Regions from separate parts of the Macaca mulatta genome. Here region 2 is linked to region 1. Evidence: chromatin contacts called from public Hi-C data. All regions are on one chromosome and are shown on one strand. The core of a region is the stretch at or near the end of the contact, and the rest is flanking DNA. Distances in the headings are between cores, read along the strand shown. Region 1 holds the start of REXO4 (REX4 homolog, 3'-5' exonuclease). Region 2 holds the start of SURF6 (surfeit 6).

Region 1 (2,700 bases), core at 186-2,685:
TCCAAACCACATCTCCAGCACTGACCCTTCCCTAAGCTTAGGAATCTTAGATCCTGCTGCTGATTAGACATCTCTGTTGGTGACTGCCCATTCAAACTCAGCAAGTGTGAAAAGGAGCTCATGGCTCCACTCCCATACTTCACCCTGCCTCCCGCAGACATTTATTGAGATGATAAATGGCCACACCCAGTTGCTCAGACCAAAATCCTAGGAGCCTCACTTCCCTGTTACTCCATCAACCTTTGCCTGTTACACATGCACATCAAATCTATCCACTCCCAGCTGAGCACAGTGGCTCACACCTGTAATACTAGCACTTTGGGAGGCCAAGGCAGATGGATCACTTGAGGTCAGGAGTTTGAGACAGCCTGGCCAACATGGCGAAACCCCAGGTCTACTAAAAATACAAAAATGAGCAGTGCATGGTAGCGTGCACCTGTAATCCCAGCTACTCAGGAGGCTGAGGCAGGGGAATCACTTGAACCCAGGAGACAGAGGTTAAGGGAGGAGACCACCCCTCATATTGTCTTATGCCCAATTTCTGCTTCCAAAGAAAGAAGTAAAAACTAAAAGGTAGAAATAAAATCCACAGGCAGACAGCCTGGCGCTGCGCCCTGGGCCTGGTTAAAGATCGACCCCTGACCTAACTGGTTATGTTATCTATAGATTTCAGACGTATGGAAAAGCATTGTGAAAATCCCTGTTCTGTTCTGTTGCTTTCTGATTACCGGTGCAGGCAGCCCCGAGGCACGTGCCCCCTGCTTGCTCAATCATCACGACCCTCTCACACGGACCCCCTTAGAGTTGTAAGCCCTTAAAAGGGACAGGAATTGCACACTCCGGGAGCTCGGTTTTTGGAGACCTGAGTTTGCAGATGCTCCCAGCTAAATAAAGCCCTTTCCTTCTACAATTCAGTGTCTGAGGGTTTCTTGTCTGCGGCTCCTCCTGCTTCACAGTAAACTGGCGGGAACTCCTCCCCGTGCCTGGGCCTCAGTTTCCCCACTGTATATAGAAGATGAGCCGCTGTGAGGCTAAGCGTGGAGCAGCCCAAGGCGGGAAAGGCCCGAGAGTCCAGGACGCAGTCCAGGGACCAAGCCCGGCTCTCACTAGCCCGACCGCCCAGTGCCCCCACGCGCTGCTGCCCCACCCGGTGCTACACACACGGCGGCCCACCAGTTCCCTTGTGGCGTCCGCCTCTCTTATCCCCATCCCGGATCTTGGGGAGGTCCTCGGCTTGCCCATTCAAACTCGAGGTCGATGACCCCGGATGCCGCTGGCTAAGACTGCGGCCCAAGTCCGGTGCGGGCGAACCGCCCAGGCTGCGCGGAACCAGAGGCGGGGGCCGGGTTTCCAGCCGTTTGCGGAGAGACGAGCACTTCCGGGAACTGGAGCGTGCGCACTGAGGCACGCTGGACGCATGCGGGGTCTCTTCCGGAGCCTTTTCCTGGGCCAGGTTGCTGCGGTGAGTGTGTTTCGGCCTGGCCTGGGCAGGCCCTTGTGCTGCCGCGGCGCCGGGCCCGGGGAGGCCAGGGTCTCGGGTGGCCGCCGGCCCAGGCGCTGGACCGCAGCAGGATGGTGAAGGCGAAGGTCCCCGCCTCCAAGGGCGCCCCGAGTAGCCCGGTGGCTAAGCCGGGTCCTGTCAAGACGCTCACTCGGAAGAAAAACAAGAAGAAAAAAAGGTTTTGGAAAAGCAAGGCGCAGGAAGTAAGCAAGAAGCCAGGAAGCGGCCCCGGTGTTGTGGTGCGACCTCCAAAGGCACCAGAAGACTTTTCTCAAAACTGGAAGGCGCTGCAAGAGGTGAGGCTTGAGCGGGCCCGGGCGGAGCGCTGCGCAGCTCATTCCCGCAGAACGCGACGGAGGGAAAGACTTGGGTAGCCCCAAAAAGGACCTGTAAAGGCAGATTTGAATTGAAATCTTGTAAACATCTTTTCACAAGAAAGGTGGCCTGTTGAGGAAGGTCTCGAACTTGTTTGCATAAAATTGATGAATTATTTCAAGTACAAAAAAGCAGAGATAAACCTTTGTACCTTTTGCATAATGAACTAACTGGAATAGGTTTTACAAAGAGAAATTTAGCTTAAAATCCCGAAGGCAGCCCGGGCGCGGGGCCTCACGCCTGTAATCCCAGCACTTTGGAAGGCCGAGGCGGGCGGATCCCCCGAGGTCAAGAGTTCGAGACCAGCCCGGCCAACATGGTGAAAACCCATGTCTACTAAACAAATACAAAAAATATTAGCTTGGTGTGATGGCGCGCGCCAGCGCAGCTACTCAGGGAGGCTGAGGCAGAAGAATCGCTTGAACCCGGGAGGCAGAGGCTCTAGTAAGCCGAGATCGTGTCACTGCACTCCAGCCTGGGCAACAGAGTGAAACTCCGTCTCAAAAAAAAAAAAAAAAATCCCGAAACCAGATGAACCACCCAAGGACAGTGAAAAGAACACACTGGTGGCTGGGCCCGGCAGCTCACGCCTGTAATCCCAGCACTTTGGGAGGCCGAGGTGGGGGCGGATCACCTGAGGTCAGGAGTTCGAGACCAGCCTGGCCAACATGGTGAAACCCTGTCTCTACTAGAAATACAAAAAAATTAGCTGGGCGTGGTGGCGCGCACCTGTAGTCCCAGCTACTAGGGAGGCTGAGACAGGAGAATCACTTGAACCCGGGAGGCAGAGGTGCAGTGAGCGGAGAATGTGCCACAGCACTCCA
Region 2 (2,700 bases), core at 48-2,547, 85 kb after region 1:
GAAAGTTTAGTTCTGTTTCAAATACAACAGTTCTTACTGTTTCTAATATATATATATTAGCAGCCACGTTTTCAAATTGTAATTTAAGACTCAAGTTCTCCCTTCTCGACCAACAGGGTGGCCCTGGAAGGGGCTCTGGGTCCTTAACGAGCCTGTAATTTTCCAGTGCAGGAACTGGGGTGTGGTGGTCCCAAGCCTCAGACCATGACCTCTCCTTTCTCCTGCCCCTAGTGAGTTATTATAAAGGCCACATCTTGTGTTAAATATCGTAGTGTGGGCCGGGCACAGTGGCTCATGCCTGCAATCCCAGCACTATGGGAGGCAGAGGTGGGTGGATCACCTGAGGTCAGGAGTTCCAGACCAGCCTGGCCAATATGGTGAAACCCCGTCTCTACTAAAAATACAAAAATTAGGCCGGGCGCGGTGGCTCACGCCTGTAATCCCAGCACTTTGGGATGCCGAGGCGGGCGGATCACGAGGTCAGGAGATCGAGACCATCCTGACTAACACGGTAAAACTCCGTCTCTACTAAAAAATACAAAAAATTACCCGGGCGTGGTGGCGGGCGCCTGCTACTCGGGAGGCGGAGGCAGGAGAATGGCGTGAACCCGGGAGGCGGAGGTTGCAGTGAGCCTAGATCTCGCCACTTCACTCCAGCCTGGGCAATAGAGCGAGACTCCTTTCCCGGGGCGGAGGGAAGATCGTAGTGTGTAAGTCTATTTTTCAGAGCAAAAGTCACTGCGCAGGGGCTCTTCCTTGAACACGCCGGCTCCCTCCCGCCCAACACTTCTCCCTTTTCCCCTGGGGCTTTCTTTGGCGCTGCCCTCACCTGACAGTCACACGCTTGCCAGGTTTATCAGCCACCTCTACGGCAGACACTAGCCAAGAGCACATCTGTGTGTGTGACACACTGCTTGTGTCCCCTAGGACTGAACCTAGGGCCTGCCACGTGCCAGGCGCTCAGTCTGCGTCCGCCTGAGACCGGAGGCCCCCCACTCCAAAGGACTGAATGAATGTACTGCTGGTCATTCACTCATTTCGCCCCTACTCAGGAGGGCCTGCTGCGCCGGGTGTAGGGGTGAGGGGAGCGCAGGGACACGTGCGGGACCCGGGTGATGGAGGCGCTGAGGCCCGGCCTCGGGGTCCCCGGCTGCACCCACTCCCGGCGGAGATTGGCTGCCCTCGGCCCACAATACTGTGCTCTCCGCCCCGCGCGCCGCTTCCGGCGGAGTCAGGCCTGACTAATCGAGCGCTCGGGCTGGCGGCTCGGCGCTCGTCTGGCGGCGCCTGCCCGTGTGGTGGTTTCCGGCGGACGTGGTGAGAGTCGCACGCGCAGCCGGGAAGGTGTGAGTTGTGAACGGCTCGGGTCTCCGCCATGGCCTCTCTACTTGCCAAGGACGCCTACCTGCAGAGCCTGGCCAAGAAGATCTGCTCCCATTCGGGCCCGGAGCAGCAGGCGCGCACGCGGGGTAACGCACATGGCCGGGCTGGGACTGAGGGGCCTGCGAAACGGGGAGGCGGCCGGAGCCGGTGTAGACGAGTCCGTAAAGTACTGGAAAAAAAAATCTAAGTGACTTGTGAAATTACCGCCGTTTCCCTTGCTTTTTTTTTTTTTTTTTGGAGACAGAGTCTCGCTCTGTCCCCCAGGCTGGAGTGCAGTGATGAGATCTCGCCTCACTGCAAGCTCCGCCTCCCGGATTCAAGAGATTCTCCTGTCTCAGCCTCCAGAGTAGCCGGGATTACAGGCGCGCGTCACCACGCCCAGCTAATTTTTGTATTTTTAGTAGAGAGGGGGTTTAGTAGAGACAGGAGTAACGGTCAGTCAGTGGGAAAAGACCCTTTCAGTCCCTTCATTACGGACATGGTGCGGTGTGGGGAGGAGGAGGATGGCAGAGGGCTCCTGCCCTTAGGGTTCTCATGGCCTGGTGACCAGGCTGCACAAGGGAAGTAGACAATCGGGCGGGGAAGCCGACAGCGGGGACTTGTCAGTGCTGTCTGGGCCCAGGAGGAGAGGAGAGCAGCAGCGTCTCTGGACCCACCAGAGGTTAAACAGGGTTTCCTTTTTATTCAAGGACGGTATATCGGTGATAGCAAATCCAAAATCTTGTGACTTTTCTCATTACTCAGTATGTCTTCCGTCTGTCTTTCTCATCCTTTTTCAAGTTTTTTTTTTGTTTCCATTTATTAAAACAATTCAGCTCCTACTTTACATACTGATTTCTCCCATTTAAAAAGTAAACATTGTCCTGGCATGGGGCCTCACGCCTGTAATCCCAGAACTTTGGGAGGCCGAGGCAGGCGGATCACAAGGTCAGGAGATCGAGACCATCCTGGCCAACATGGTGAAACCCCGTCTCTACTAAAAATACAAAAATTAGCCGGGCACAGTGGTGGACGCCTGTAATCCCAGCTACTCAGGAGGCTGAGGCAAGAGAATCGCTTGAACCCGGGAGGTGGAGTTTGCAGTGAGGAGAGATCATGCCATTGCACTCCAGCCTGGGCAACACAGCGAGACTCTGTCTCAAAAAAAAAAAAAAAAAAAAAAAGTAAACCTTACCCCCAGCAGCTAAAATGAAAGCCCTTGTCATTGTGTTTGATGGCAACATGGTAGCTTATTGTGAAGCAGGGTCAGAAATTGTTAGTAGAGGTGGATATTCAGGTTTTTCTAATTTTTCACTCAAATAATATGATGAACGTCCT

The links. Hi-C and Micro-C count contacts between places; a contact is called where the count stands out from the background.
Region 2: a Hi-C map of liver shows a contact between it and region 1, with 2.7 times the contacts expected there. The contact joins the promoter of SURF6 here to the promoter of REXO4 in region 1. A contact is called at or near these places in 2 of 14 Hi-C or Micro-C datasets (blood and liver).

Annotation. Positions count from the first base shown.
Region 1 is chr15:9,104,486-9,107,185 of T2T-MMU8v2.0, forward strand. REXO4 (REX4 homolog, 3'-5' exonuclease) reads left to right here and starts at 1,436. Exons shown (of 8, transcript XM_077967246.1): 1 at 1,436-1,797. It overlaps ADAMTS13 (ADAM metallopeptidase with thrombospondin type 1 motif 13), which reads right to left and starts at 1,387. Exons shown (of 30, transcript XM_077967214.1): 1 at 1,174-1,387.
Region 2 is chr15:9,189,603-9,192,302 of T2T-MMU8v2.0, forward strand. It overlaps SURF6 (surfeit 6), which reads left to right and starts at 1,298. Exons shown (of 5, transcript NM_001194177.2): 1 at 1,298-1,469. The coding sequence starts at 1,376. LOC144334990 (a long non-coding RNA gene) reads left to right here. Exons shown (of 3, transcript XR_013405335.1): 3 at 326-465.